2 separate regions of the Mus musculus genome follow, and region 1 is linked to region 2. A link is a contact called in public HiCAR-type data. All regions are on one chromosome and are shown on one strand. The core of a region is the stretch at or near the end of the contact, and the rest is flanking DNA. Distances in the headings are between cores, read along the strand shown. Region 1 holds the start of Gpr174 (G protein-coupled receptor 174). Region 2 overlaps Gm5127 (predicted gene 5127).

Region 1 (3,328 bases), core at 765-3,264, 630 kb after region 2:
CATAGGAGTGATCTTTTGCTTCTGATCAGACTAAAATTCACTAATGTAAATAGAAAAGATAAGTATAATCTAAGCCAGGAAACTTCACCAGTGGGTAATTTATTTCAAAATACATAGATTAGCTTGTATGTGTTCTATTTGAGGCAGCAGACTTAATTCTCAGAAGCCATGCTGCACAGTAGGTAACAGATGTGCCTGTGTTCGCAACATATTTGAGGAAAATCTACCAAGAAGTTCCACTCCAAAGCAACAAGAATTAGGAATTTTTACAAAACTTGGCGTTTGCCCTAAATTTGTGGTGATCCTCCTGCCCTAGCCTGCCAAGATCTGAGATTGTAGGCATGTACCACCACACTCTGGCATTCTTAATAAACCTACCTAAGTCCTTCTCCTACTGGAAGACTTGACCAGCTTTTTTACTGAAATCCTATCCCTTACAGTAGCTCTTCTGGATGCTTAGATTCCTCCTATATCTTACAGAACTAGATTTGACATTCTTAGATACTTATCACATTCATGTTGTCTTGTATTTGAGAAAATTTCAAAATACCTTACCTGTCTGATGAGACTGCAGAAAGCTGCTGGAGCTGGCAGCCTTTCCTTCCCCATCATCTTACCTCCCATCCTTTGCTCACCATTTTGTTCTCCCCACCTCTTTTTGATCTACTGTGTTTACACATAGCAAGGATTCAGTATGTCTAGAATAGAATGAAGTAAGCCTATGGGAGGGCTGAGATCATTGCTGTGGAAAATCCACTTTAAATAAACAAGAAAAGTATCCCTTATGGCATCCCAGATCCCAGAATACAAAGTAAAAAGCTAAAGTAGGGGTAACATATTTCATTCTTCTGTACCCATATCTTGGTTAATGCATATTTTGATTACTCCTATATATATATATATATACTGAAATTCTATCCCTATATATATATTTGACACTAGAGATCATTGGCATTGTAACAAGTCTTGAGCAGATCAGTTTTCCCATTGGTCTGTCTCTAGGTTTATAATATATCCCACTCCTGCTACAAATTTCTTTCTAGTTTGAATTAATATATTCACCAAAGTTTCTTAATAAGACTATTTTTCTATTTTTGAGCATTAAAAATTTAAAATCAAGATCTCAGAAATGTTTACTTCCAGAAGACCAACTAATCTCTCAAGCTCAGTATAAGAGTCCTTTGAGGCAGAAGGCCTTCACACACTCCCTAAACTACACCATACAGGTTATGTTCAAGCCTGAGACTGAACTTGCACTAGCCTTCATCTCTCTTATGGCTTAAGTGGAAACTTTGTTTGCTCTGATATGGAATGACTAGTCAGGGTTTGCAGATTTCCTCCTCCTCATCTTCCCATGTTGGTGTGGAAAGTGTTTGATGCTTCATGAAGTGTGGCGCTGGGCTTAGATACTGGGCTTACATTCCTTGGAACATCATCCTCAAGAACCTGAGGAACTGTCTATATTTTACATAAAACTGGCCCCATTTGACTGGAAATTCTCTAACCACTAGGAGGAAATGGAGGCCTATCTACACTTTCTGATCACAGGGACACTGAGGAAAACAAAGAATGGTGAACAGGAAGTTAAAAGGTGATTATAATTCAAAATATCTCTTAAGAAGTAGAGTATTTATTTCAGTGTCAATGTCACAGGCTTGTATATTTAGGAATGTTCTAGGCAGAGATCATTCTCTCCCTGACATTTACTATTAGAATCTACCGTATACTTAGAGAAATGTCCATTTAAATACTGAAACAAAAGTGCAGAGCTGGGGAAAGGCATCATACTGAAGGTTGTGTTGGTCTGGTATCTATAAAAGGGACCAGAAGGCACCTAGCTTCTTCTGCAAATGACTCAGTTAACAGTCTCAGTGTTATCTCAGACTCAAAGCTCAGTGCAACCACAAAACTAGAAGACAATTCTGTGTGACCCTATAATTAGAAAGGAGTGTTTCTTCTGCTAAATATGAAGCTTTGCAGGCACTATGTTCAGCCTGTTGAATAGCCTTGTATCATTAATGAGAAAGGAGAGAGAGAGAGAGAGAGAGAGAGAGAGGGAGAGAGAGAGAGAGAGAGAGAGAGAGAGAGAGAGAGAGAGAGAGAGAGAGAGAGAGAGGAGGGAGGAAAGGGGAAGGGAGGGAGAGAGAGATCTGCTCACCCACTTGAAAACGGAAATCTTCAATGTATTCAGAACAGCTTGCATATTTCACTCTGACAACTCACTACCATATTTTCCAACATGGTAGTGGTTTGGTAATCCTGAACTTTTTTAAACCTGCCTTTTCCCCTTTTCCCTTCATCATTTTTCTATTGTTACATCTCTCTCTCTTCTCTCTCTCTCTCTTCTCTCTCTCTCTCTCTCTCTCTCTCTCTCTCTCTCTCTCTCTCTCTCTCTCTCTCTCTCTCCTTCCCTCCCTTCCTCCCTCCCTCCCTTTCTTCCTCCCTCCCTCCCCCTCTTTCCCTCTTCCTCCCTCTTCTCCTTCACTGCTTTTTTGGGGGAGAGTAAATGAAGATTGGATTGGTTGTTTTCAGAAAACGGAGCTGGATCAATGCACAGATCAGTAGCATCCTCATTGGAGTGGCTGTCACATGAATTCTTTGGAGACTTCTGGAGAAAAGAGAAAGAAACTGAAACGGTAGGCTCCAAATTGTTAATGAATAATTAGCTCTGATATGCCTTTCACCCTTGATATCTAGAATTGGACAGTTGGCACCAGGTTCTAGCTAATCTGTCAGATCTAAATAGTTATGAATATAATGAATTTGGACCATCCACAAAGGTCATTTTCTTGGAATTTGCACAAGCAAAAATAATTATATGATTGTCTGCTTCAGGTGGGAAGAAGAATATAGCTTCAAACTTGGTAAAATGTAAGTTTGAAATGGAATATTTCTTTGTGTAATAATGTATTTAGCACAACTGATACCAGACAAAATAGGACTATAAATATTTGTAATTTAACCTAGCTTGCATTAAGAAAGATTACTTGCAGAAACATACGGGGATATTTTCATCTATATTTTGCTATAATATTTTGGTGATGTTTTTTCTTAAACTGTTGAAAGATAAAAAATAGTTGATTCATTGCCTCTTTCAAAATGCTTTCGAAAATGATAAGTACAGTATCTCAAGATGTTAAGCAGCATGAATTCATTCTCCTCTCTGTGTGAGTTACATATTTTTATTGTAGAAGTAAAGTATAGTTATAAGTAACTTTAGAGAGATTCTACTATCAAAAGAGCAGTCTAGAAGAAAAGATGTATTTATAAAGTGAGAGGAGGAAAATAAGAAACACAAACAGGCACAGCTTTTCTGCTTCTTTTAGAT
Region 2 (2,908 bases), core at 277-2,776:
TTAGAAGCTGCACCCCATTATGTTTCTACTGCCTAGGAGCCATCTGAGTAGACAATCATAGCAGTGTAGTTTATGCTGTGATACTGCACTGTGGTTGCACAGACATGAGAAACCTAACCTAGTTCATACTGATAATGATCAGGGCCAGTTTTCAGTTACTCTGTTCATCTTAGAAGCCTTTGAGATTATTTATTAATTATAAAAAAAGAATAAATTGTTTACTGTACCCTCAGTTTAAGAGAAGTATGTAAGAATGTAAAACACAGTTTAGAAAAAGATTCCATCTAAAATTGTCAAAATAAAGACTATTTTTGCTTCCAGGGAGCCATGAGACCACAAGCATGAGTCACCATACCTAGTAAAAAGTATGTATGTGAAAAACTACAACAGACTTCACTATTAGTGTCACCACGAGAGTAAGCTGTTTGATTTGGATAGTGCTGAGTGTCTACTTTAGTTCCTTCCCTTTTGTTCAGGTACTTTTTTGATTTCCAAGAAGAATGCAATTGCATTTTCTAGTTTTTTAAAGTTCTTGGAACTCACACCAAGATTTAGGTCATTGTAGATTGTGTGTGTGTATGTGTTGTGTGTGTGTGTGTGCATGTGTGTATGTGTGTGTATGTGTGTGTGTGTGTGTGTGTGTGTGTGTGTGTGTGTGTAGTGAGATAATGGATAATGACTTGGCTAAATTCTTGGTGCATCTTGTGGGTTTTTAAACTCAAAGTGTGTTAGAATAAAATGAGATCATGGAGGTAAAAGTACTTATCCTAGTTTACTTTCTGTTGCTGTGATAAACACTGTGAACAAAAGCAGCATGGAGAGAAAAGGGCTTATATCAGTTTACAACTTACAGTCCATCATGAGCAGAAGTCAGGGCAGGAACTCAAGGCATGAACCTGAAGGTGGGAACGGAAGTAGAGACCATGAAGGACTACTGCATACTGCCTTGCTCTCCATGGCTTGCTTAGCTTGCTTTCTTATACAACACAGGTTCATCTGTTCAAGGGTAGCACCATCCACAGTGTGCCAAACTTTCTCATGTCAATCACTAATAAAGAAAATGTCCCACAGACTTGTCTAGAGGTCAGTTTGATGGAGGAATTTTAACTGAGATTTCCTTTTCCAGATAACTCTAGTTGTGTCAAATCAGCAAAATGAACAACCAACCAACCAACCCAACCAGCCCAGAACTTTATCAAGTTTAATGTAAAGTGTTCATTATTTTTTATTATTGCAGGGAGTTTGAAATGAATTGCCTATCAGCTAAGGTCACATGATCAGCAATAGGAATTTAAATTACACACACAGAGGAAATAATTAAAACTGTCCTCATAGGTCAAATGAAAACTAAACAGAAAATAAGAAAAGGTTGAAAATAAGGTTGTGGTAAAGTGTACAGGTAGAACATTCTAATAACTAGAATTAACTGAGAGGAAAAAGAATTGCCAGAGATCAAAGAGGAAGCCACTCTGTGTAATATATAGATAAAAACAGGAAGTCCTTTAAAGAGAGGCTGGTGAGTATCATGTGCCAAGAATTCAAAATGACAGAAAACTGAGACGAGTCTCTGGACGTGATCAGCAGCAGGATTATAATGGAGGGGACCAGCTGCAGTTGAGGTTAGTGCCAGATGCTGCAGGAAGAAGGATCACTGAGAGAAACAGGAAATGAATTCTGCTTCTTGGAAGACTTTGAGGGAAAGTGCACTTCGTTTATAGTGAGCATGCTTGACTAAAAGGAGTCCATTATGCTGGTTATGTTGTAAAATGATTATCAGGACAAACCTGACATTCTTTTGGATATTTTCTGAAGCTTGGGAGATATGACATAGAAAAAAGGAGTTTTGTACTTTTTTTGTGACTATGGTTTGAAATGCTGTCTTGCAATGAGGTGGGGAAAGTACATCGATAGCTGGGATTTGAATGAAAATAATGTTTTTTTTTTAATTTTTTCTGGATAATTGCAAAATCTTTTTTTCTTGATATTTTAGCCCTTTATTACTTTTCATTTTTTTCTGATCCTATTTCCTCTTCCTACCTAGTTTCCTAGAGGCAATTTCAAGAAAATGATACGTGCCCCCTTCATCGACCATTACTAGTCATTAGCTCCTGAGGAAGAGATGGGACCTCATAGATATCTCCTTTACCCACAATGGAAAATTTCCTTAGCTTCTATGTACTCATGGTTGCAAAGGTGATGTCATGTTGGGATGGCAGCATTTTGTCATGCTCTTCTCCATCTTTTGGCTCTTAATTCCTTCTGCCTCCTCTTCTTTGACATTTCCTGGGCCTTTGTGGGGAGTGATGGTATAGATGTCCTGTGATATGTGTCTATATTAACTGTCACCCTCTGCAAAAAGAATCTTTTCTGCTCCACTACTTGTCCATGTATATAAACACAAACATTTAGAAGGTAGTTCATTCAGTGAACCATGTGAGTGTGTTACACCCTTGGGTCCATGCCCTCCATAGGTATTGACTTTTGACTGGATTCGTAGTACCTTGCATGGAGCAGATCTCTAATCCAATCACAAAAATGGTTGAAAATAAGGTAGTAGGGGGCTGGAGAGATGGCTCAGCAGTTAAGAACATATTCTCATGCAAGAACTCAGTCTAATGTCTGGCTTCCACGTGGTAACACACAACTATCCATAATTCCAGTTCTGAGAATCTGACACCCTATTTTGTGGGCATCATACATGCATGTGTTTCACAGATGCACATGTGAGCAAAACACTCACACACATAAAATAAATAAACCTTTTTAAAATTTTTTAAAACATTATTTATTTATTTATTTGGTTTTTTGAGACAGGGTTTCTCTGTGTAGCCCTGGCAGTCCTTGAACTCACTCAGTAGACCAAGCTGGCCTCGAACTCAGAAATCAGCCTACCTCTGCCTCCCAAGTG

What was found. HiCAR-type assays count read pairs that join an accessible place to other places.
Region 1: a contact with region 2 is called in a HiCAR-type map of Th17 cells, with 5 times the contacts expected there. The contact joins the promoter of Gpr174 here to the enhancer-like site in region 2. A contact is called at or near these places in 3 of 39 promoter capture datasets (cranial neural crest, hippocampal neurons and pre-B cells) and 1 of 115 datasets of contacts at active chromatin or transcription factors (Th17 cells).

What each region holds. Positions count from the first base shown.
Region 1 is chrX:107,253,864-107,257,191 of GRCm38.p6, forward strand. It overlaps Gpr174 (G protein-coupled receptor 174), which reads left to right and starts at 2,015. Exons shown (of 5, transcript NM_001358747.1): 1 at 2,015-2,253; 2 at 2,533-2,636.
Region 2 is chrX:106,622,330-106,625,237 of GRCm38.p6, forward strand. All of the region lies in intron 1 of Gm5127 (predicted gene 5127), which reads left to right. Among named protein-coding and RNA genes, the nearest start is that of Cysltr1, 20 kb to the left of the region's middle. Within about 2 kb of position 1,527, at least 24 of the 459 cell types and tissues checked have an H3K27ac peak or open chromatin away from gene starts, as enhancers often do. A contact at or near this core is called in Th17 cells and pre-B cells, where this site is marked.